Regions from separate parts of the Sus scrofa genome. Here region 1 is linked to region 2. Evidence: chromatin contacts called from public HiChIP or PLAC-seq data. All regions are on one chromosome and are shown on one strand. Each heading gives the region's core, a stretch centred on a gene start, on an enhancer-like site or on the middle of the called end of the contact. The rest is flanking DNA. Distances are from core to core; before and after follow the strand shown. Region 1 holds the start of S100A9 (S100 calcium binding protein A9). Region 2 holds the start of JTB (jumping translocation breakpoint).

The links. HiChIP or PLAC-seq counts read pairs in DNA pulled down with a chosen protein or histone mark.
Region 1: an H3K27ac HiChIP or PLAC-seq map of alveolar macrophages shows a contact between it and region 2. The contact joins the promoter of S100A9 here to the promoter of JTB in region 2. A contact is called at or near these places in 1 of 47 Hi-C or Micro-C datasets (mesenteric adipose tissue) and 1 of 2 datasets of contacts at active chromatin or transcription factors (alveolar macrophages).

Annotation. Positions count from the first base shown.
Region 1 is chr4:96,236,910-96,240,435 of Sscrofa11.1, forward strand. It overlaps S100A9 (S100 calcium binding protein A9), which reads right to left and starts at 2,025. Exons shown (of 3, transcript NM_001177906.1): 1 at 1,939-2,025; 2 at 1,386-1,550. The coding sequence starts at 1,535.
Region 2 is chr4:95,711,821-95,715,503 of Sscrofa11.1, forward strand. It overlaps JTB (jumping translocation breakpoint), which reads left to right and starts at 2,106. Exons shown (of 5, transcript NM_001128468.1): 1 at 2,106-2,325; 2 at 2,486-2,523; 3 at 2,728-2,810; 4 at 3,245-3,324. The coding sequence starts at 2,243.

The DNA.
Region 1 (3,526 bases), core at 775-3,274, 530 kb after region 2:
GGAAGCAGAAGGGTGGCCCAGCAAATTCCCATCTGTCCAGAGGTCAGTCCTTGTCACGCCCTCCCCTTCCCGCCTCCTCCCTCCCTCTCCAAGTTACTGTTGCATGGTGGGGATGTCGTGGCGGGAAACGAGACGGTTCGGATCTGTGCAGGGATGGGCGAGCCGGGTGGTGTGGTCAGTGTGCAGGGGGGCGTGAGGGGAGGTGAAGGATCCAGGCCCCACTGGCCAGGGCACCTCCGCTGTGCCTGGCTCACCTCCCACACCCTTCCTGCACCACTTCAACGCGCTCTGCTTTTCTGCACCATTGCTGTCGCACCAGTGGAGTCCTCGCTCCTGAGCAGCCCACGGGCAGGGCCCCAGTGTCCCCCCCAGCCTATCATCCCTGTGCTCTGGAGGTGGAGGGTGGGGGAGGAGTCACCCCGAGGGAAACCTCGCCTGTGCAACCTCTCGGCTGTATCCTCTCTGGTCTAACTCTGACCCAGAGTCCTGCCTGCCAAGGTCTGCACCTTTGGGGAGGTGTCAGCATCCCCAATAACTCTGGCCACTGCGATTCTTGGCCTTACCAAGTGGGGAGGGCCTCACCTACCCTGGGACACCCAGGGACGATGGAACAGAGACCTAGATGTCCCACCCTTCTTGGTTCAGCCCTCTGTTTCCCCATAGTCACCAAACAAAAAGATCTGGGGAAGTGAATCCCCCTTGTCTTAGAGCTGCCTAATCATCAGGGAAATTAACCAACATGTTGCTGAGGCTTTGCACACACTGGCGCTAGGCTGGGTCTATTCCCACGTGCTGTTCATGTGTTTCCCACCAGAGAGCCTTCGGATGAAAAAAACCCCCTCGAGTGTTTTCCTCTGAGTCCATCTGAGGCATGCAGTCTCCTGCCGCCAAGGGTCTTTCTGGGCTGCTTCCAAGCTCAACATTCAGGTCTCAGCTCAAAGGTCACCTCTTTAGAGGGGGCTTTCCTGTCCACCTAACCAGTCACCTCTCCCCCCTCTCCCACATCACCCACATCACCCACAGTGATTTTCTTCTGGGCAGTTATGGGCAGTGGATCTATCTGTGTCCTTGATTGCCCAACCCCGTTGCCGTATGTCTCTTCCATCAGGACAGTGGGTCCTTGTTGGACCCTACATGCCCTGCCTGGGACAGAACCTGGTACACCGCACACACTCAGTCCCTTGGCACCACCTAACATGAACCACCTCAAGTGATGGGCTCCAAGCCCTGCCCCAAGCACAGAGCCTGCTACCTCTGCTACCTCTGGAGGCGGGGGTGAAGGTGCTAGAATGTCTCCTGGACCATTGCGGATGGTGCCCCCATCTTCCATCCTTAGCCCCGCTGGCTGGCAGGCTGGGGCAGGCCCGCCAAGAGTCCAGCCCTACCTTGAGAAAGTTTGGCAGCTCTTTTTTCACCAGCTGTTTGAATTCTTTCTGGTTCAGGGTGTCCCGGTTCCCCAGCCGCACCGAGTACTGGTGGAAGATGTTGATAATGGTTTCTATGCTGCATTCCATCTGCGACATTTGGTCCGCCATCTTCCTGCACTCTGTCTGAGCAATGGAGAAGCAAGGGTTTGCACGTTCAGAAGGAGAGCTTCCCCGACACCTCCTATCACTGCACGCAGGAATGAAGGGGGAAAGAGAATAAAATGAAAGCAGGGGCTGCAACTGAACTGGGAGACGACTCTACTCCACCCAGGGGAGGAATGAAGGGTTTACAGGATGTCTAGAGAATGCCAAAGAGCAGAGCCTTTGAGGACAGGAGGCTGCAGCAGAACGCAATCGAAGAAAGTGGGAAGGAGGCTTTTAGAGTGGGCAGTCAATCAAGGAGGGCTTCCAGGATGGGGGGGGGGGGTGTGAAAGCAAGATGGGTGAAGGGAGCAGAGAGGCAGCAGGCGGGCTCTTGTTCAGCAGGCAGGGTAGCTGGTGGCTCACTTACCCAAGCCCAGGAGCCACACAGAGGGGTTGGACAGCAAGGAGCGGGCCCAGCATTTATAGGGCTCTGGCTGAGACACTCAGCCCTCTCGCGGGAAGATTGCTTCACAGGTGAGCCATGTGGTAACCCCCAGTGGGGCTGTCGCTGCCAGGAAGGGGGCTGGGCCAAGACAGGAAATGTTCACATAAGTCTTTTTGCCTTTTTGTGAAATTCCCAGCCCTGGCCTGGAGCTGGTTTGGGAGGAAGCTGGTTGCTTAGTCCACTTCCCCTCCATCCCACACCCCTGCCCTCTCTGAACAAATCTGCAAGCTGCCTCTCCCCCATGTCCCCTCTGTCCCCCTGCCAACGTTGAGGTTGCACCTTCCCACCTGTGCTAGCCAGGGGCTGGGGGCCGGACCCACTCTGCCTCCCCCTTGGGGGCAGCCCCACATGGGGGCGGGGGGGCGGGAAGGAGGCGCTGGATGGCTGAGCCTTCCTGTTCCCGCCCATCCCTGTGACTAGTGCTCTTAGGAGGGCGGGGGCGTGGGTGGGCGGCTGCCCTCCGTTGTTTGGCTAATGGAGGAAGCACAGCCTGCAGCCTGCAACCATCCCCTGCCCTCCCTCCTGTTAGGAAACCTCTGCGGCTGTAGGCAATCCGGGCAGGTGCCTCCTGTGCGCATCCACAGCGCCCTCTGCTGCCTCTGTCAAGGTGCGTCTCCCTCTGGACCAAGGATCTTAGATCCAGGCTTGCAGGAACAAGGGTCTTGGAGAAAACAAGAGAAGCTGTGTGGCTGGGGAGCACCAACAGTGCCATCAGTGGCGTGACTTGTGGCAACCGACATGCACTCTCAGGGTTGCGGATGTTAGGGAGTGGGCAAGACTGTGGTCGATGGAAGCATCCCCAACCTGAAGAATTAGCCGGTCTATAGCCAGGGGAAGGTAGCCTCGTGGAAAAGCAGAATGGGTGTGAATGGACCTCTGGAAGGTCCAGGAAATCTGAATTTTTATGTGAAAACCTCTGCTTATAAGATTTGTCAACTAATTTTAAAGGCAAAATAAAGACATTAACAAGGAAGTATGGTGTGTGCTGAATGAAGCTGCAGGCTGAAGGCCATAACCTCTGCTCTTGCCTGAAGATCTCGACTTTCAGGTCTGTCTCCTCCGCTCCGCTGAGGCACTTCAGGGCCGTGGCCTGACTCATCGCTGCCGTCCTAGGATGGAGCAAGGGCCCGGCTTGGGAGGTAGTGAATGAACACTTGTTGAATTAATAAATGCAGGAGTGCCTGAATAAACAAGTGAGTGTGAAATACACGTGGGTCTGTTTGTGGCCCTGTGACTTTCTGCAGAAACGCTGGCTGTGACCGTATAACGTTGATCAGGATGAAAATTGATTGGTCGGGGGAGGAGAACAGGGTCGGCCATCGGCAGAGTGAGCAGCTGGACAAACCTTCGAATCAGAAGGCGTCTGCACTTGGGGATTCTGCTTCGGCAGTGCATTCCTTCATGTCCGAAAGCCATGGCGGGCCCCAAGGTCCCAGCTAACCCAGGCCTTGAAGCCAGCGCTGAGCCCTGGAGGTCCTGACCTGGGCAGGCTATTCCTGGCTTGATCAAT
Region 2 (3,683 bases), core at 856-3,355:
TGTCGGTCACAGACACTGCTTGGATCCCACGTTGCTGTGGCTCTGGAGCAGGTCAGCAGCTGTAGCTCCGATTGGGCCCCTAGCCTGGAACTTCCACATGCTGTAGGTGTGGCCCTAAAAAGAAAGAAAAAAAAAATGATGATAGTGTTTTGATTTTGAGAAGGTGGGATATGGATACAGATTATTAATAGTGCCTATATTTATATAAAGTTTATTTTAAATTTCTCCATCTACTGAGAACATTCATATGGTCCATTTGTCTGAGAGGCTACAGACATACATATATGAAAAACTAGGTGAAAAATTCTGGCACAATTAGGATAGTGACTAATACATTATCAGATAGTAAAGCATGAACCCAGAATGTGGGTCACATCACTACAGTTCTGGATGTATGTCAAGGTTTAACTCCATGGGGATGGAAATCAGGCACAAATCTATGGCCTGGAGAGTTCCCTTGTGGTACAGAGGGTTTAAGGATTCAGCGTTGTTATTGCAGCAGCTTGGATCACTGCTGTGGCACGAGTTCCATCCCTGGCTGGGAACTTCCACATGCCACAAGCGAGGCAAAAAACAAAAACAAAAACGGGGGTGGGGGCATGCGCTGGGGTCATGGGATGGAAATCCTATAAAATTGGATTGTGACAATCATTATACAACTATAAATGTAATAAATTCATTGAGTAATTAAAAAACGAAAAATAAAAACCTGTGGCCTGAAAGTCTGGGCTTAAGCCTCAGCTCTTCTATTAGCTGTGTGATCTTGGACAGGTGACACACTCTGATCTTATTCATAAAACAAGGATAATGCCAACTTCAGTGAGCTAAATGTTGACTCTAAAAGGTAAATGTGAGGCAGTATAATTAGAAGAGAATAAAGTATTTTTATAAACATTTCATTTGCATCTTGCCAAAAAAAAATACCGAAACCTAGAAAATGCACATTAGTATTTCCATTTGACACAGAACACTGCCATTCAGATACAGTCCTAAAGTCATTTAGCTTAAGCACCTGAACTTGGACTCAACACTTCTTGGGACTTCACATCTCAAGCTCTCCTCATTGCATTAGGTAGGAGCAAGAGACAGCTGAGAACATCTGAGGAGGTTATTCAAAGGACCAGCTCTGGGTTAATTTAGCAATTAACAGGAGAGGTGAACCCTGGGTAGAGCTGAGTGAAAGCCCAGAGACAGGGGAAGGCTTCACTTTCACCTTGGATCTCTGGTATTCTGGCCCCTGGAAGGAGGAAAAAATGCAGTTTTGCCATCTCTGGACCGCCCACCCAGGATCTCCCCTTGACTTCCGATGGAGGTGGGAAGGGAGAAGGGTATTTAAAAGTCCGATGCTTAATGGTGAATCCTGTGTGTGTGTTTTGTCTTTTTAGGGCTGCACCCGCGGCATATGGAGGTTCTCAGGCTAGGGGTCCAATCCGAGCTGTAGCCGCCAGCCTACACAGAGCCACTGCAACGCCGGATCCTTAACCCACTGAGGGAGGCCAGGGATTGAACCCGCATCCTCATGGATGCTAGTGGGGTTCGTTACCGCTGAGCCACAACGAGAATTCCTGTGAATCCCATTAAGGAGGGAGAAAGTCCTGAGAGGCAGACGTATAGTTCCGTTTACTTCTCACTGTTCTAGCCCAGAAAAGCAAACCAGCCACAGCCTAGGGAGCAACGAACCGATAACTCGAACCCGACCACCGCCATTTCCCCAGTTCCCGCAAAAGACTACCAGGCCCATAATGCAACGGGGCGTCGAGCCAATGGGTCGCGTCTCACCGCACAAAAGCAGGGGGATCCATTTCCCGGGGAGCACCGGCGAGGCGCCACCTAGCCCGGAAGACTACAAGGCCCATCAGGCAACCCGCGGGCCTCCGCTTCCGACGACTGGCCTAACTTTGGAAAAACCCAGGGTCCTGCGCGGAGCAAGATGGCTGCGCCGGGAGTGGAGGCGGAGCCGAGGGAGTGCTAGGCCCTACGCCCTTTCGGCCCTTGGAGAGGATCTGACGGGTCCGAAGGAAACTCACGGTCCTAGCCAACAAATGCTTATTGCCTTTTCTTGCCGTGGTCATGGGAATGTCCTGATAGAGTCTTTGATCTGTTAGGCAAACCAGCTTTTCGTAGCCCTGAATTGGAACTTCCCCGAGGACTGCTGAGTAAGCGCCGCCTCTGCGTTCCGACCGAGGCACGAGGCCAGTCAAGCAGGTCCCTGTGTCCCGACAGGTGCGACGCTGAGCACTCCATGCCTGCGGGCGCGGGGAGGCGTGGCCTCCCCCAGGGCCACCACCTCTGCTGGTTGCTCTGCGCTTTCACTTTAAAGCTCTGGTAAGGAGGGGCTGAGGGCAGGGAAAAGGAGGGGATGGCGGTAGCGGGTCGTCCCCGCCCCCTGGGGTGAGGGAGACCGTCCCTGGACCGCGGAGGTGGGTCAGTTCCCAGTTTTCTGGCTACTGACTTTTGCCCCTTTCCCCCCCGTCACCCGCTGCAGCCAAGCAGAAGCTCCCGTGCGCGAGGAGAAACTTTCAGGTGGGTGATGTCTAGGAACCCGACACCCCTATAGTTGTTTTGTTTTGTGTTTATATCTTCCCGTATACCAAGAACACGAGTGGAAAAGGGCGGCACCACGTGAAATGAGGCCATTCAGCGGGGTTAGGAAGTCGATGGGCAGAACTTTGGGGAGAAATACTTCCTGAACGAAGTCTGGGGCTTGCATTTTCTCTCCGTCTTTAGTGAGCACCTCAAATTTGCGGTGCTGGCTGGTGGAAGAGTTTGTGGTGGCAGAAGAGTGTGCTCCATGTTCTAATTTCCAGGCTGTGAGTATCTGTTTTCTCTCCCTCTTTCCTCACATCAAATTAACTAAGTGTGCCTTTGCATTGTCTTGTCTTCTTTTTCCTTGCAGTCTAAGTCCACATCTGAACTTGTCCCCCTCCCCCCGCCCCCCAAAAATGCTCTTTTCAAGTTAATGGCAACATTCAGTTAATAACTGTGTTCGGTTCATTTATACTCCAGTGGGCTCCAGAACTTGCTGTCACCTCTCCTAGAGTCTTGCCCCAAAGTGTTCTTGCTAAAAGATACTCCTGATCATGTAACCACCACCTCATCATCGCCATCAGAAGTCTTCATTAGTTCTCTGTTGCCTGCCAGCTCTGAGCCATAGCACTTGGGCACCTGCCCATTCTGAATGGCAGCCTTCTGCTTCTCCTGCCACCACTTCCTAACATATGCTTTGGTCCTTTCCTCCTGACAGAAAACTACCCCTGAGTGCAGTTCCACAGGGTATGTGGAGAAAATCACATGCAGCTCATCTAAGAGGAATGAGTTCAAGAGGTAAGTGTTTCTTCTCTTCTTGAAACCTCCTAGATCACCTCCTTTGCTCCCTATGACTTTAGGCAGATTGTCCCCCCACTTCCTCTTTGTCTGGAGGTAGCATGGCATATTGGAAAGAGGAGGGGATCTGGAGCCAAATAACTCGAACCCAAGTCCCAGCTCTACTCCTCGGCACGATGTTATTGGCCATATTTCCTCATCAGTAAAACTGGCTCACACAGCTCTGCTTTTCTCACCAGAAAACAAATTAAATATTCAAGTGGGATTAATGTGCTATAAACACATTAGAAGGCTGACTCTGGGAGTTCCCATCGTGGCTCAGGGGAAACGAATCTTACTAGCATCCATGAGGATGTAGG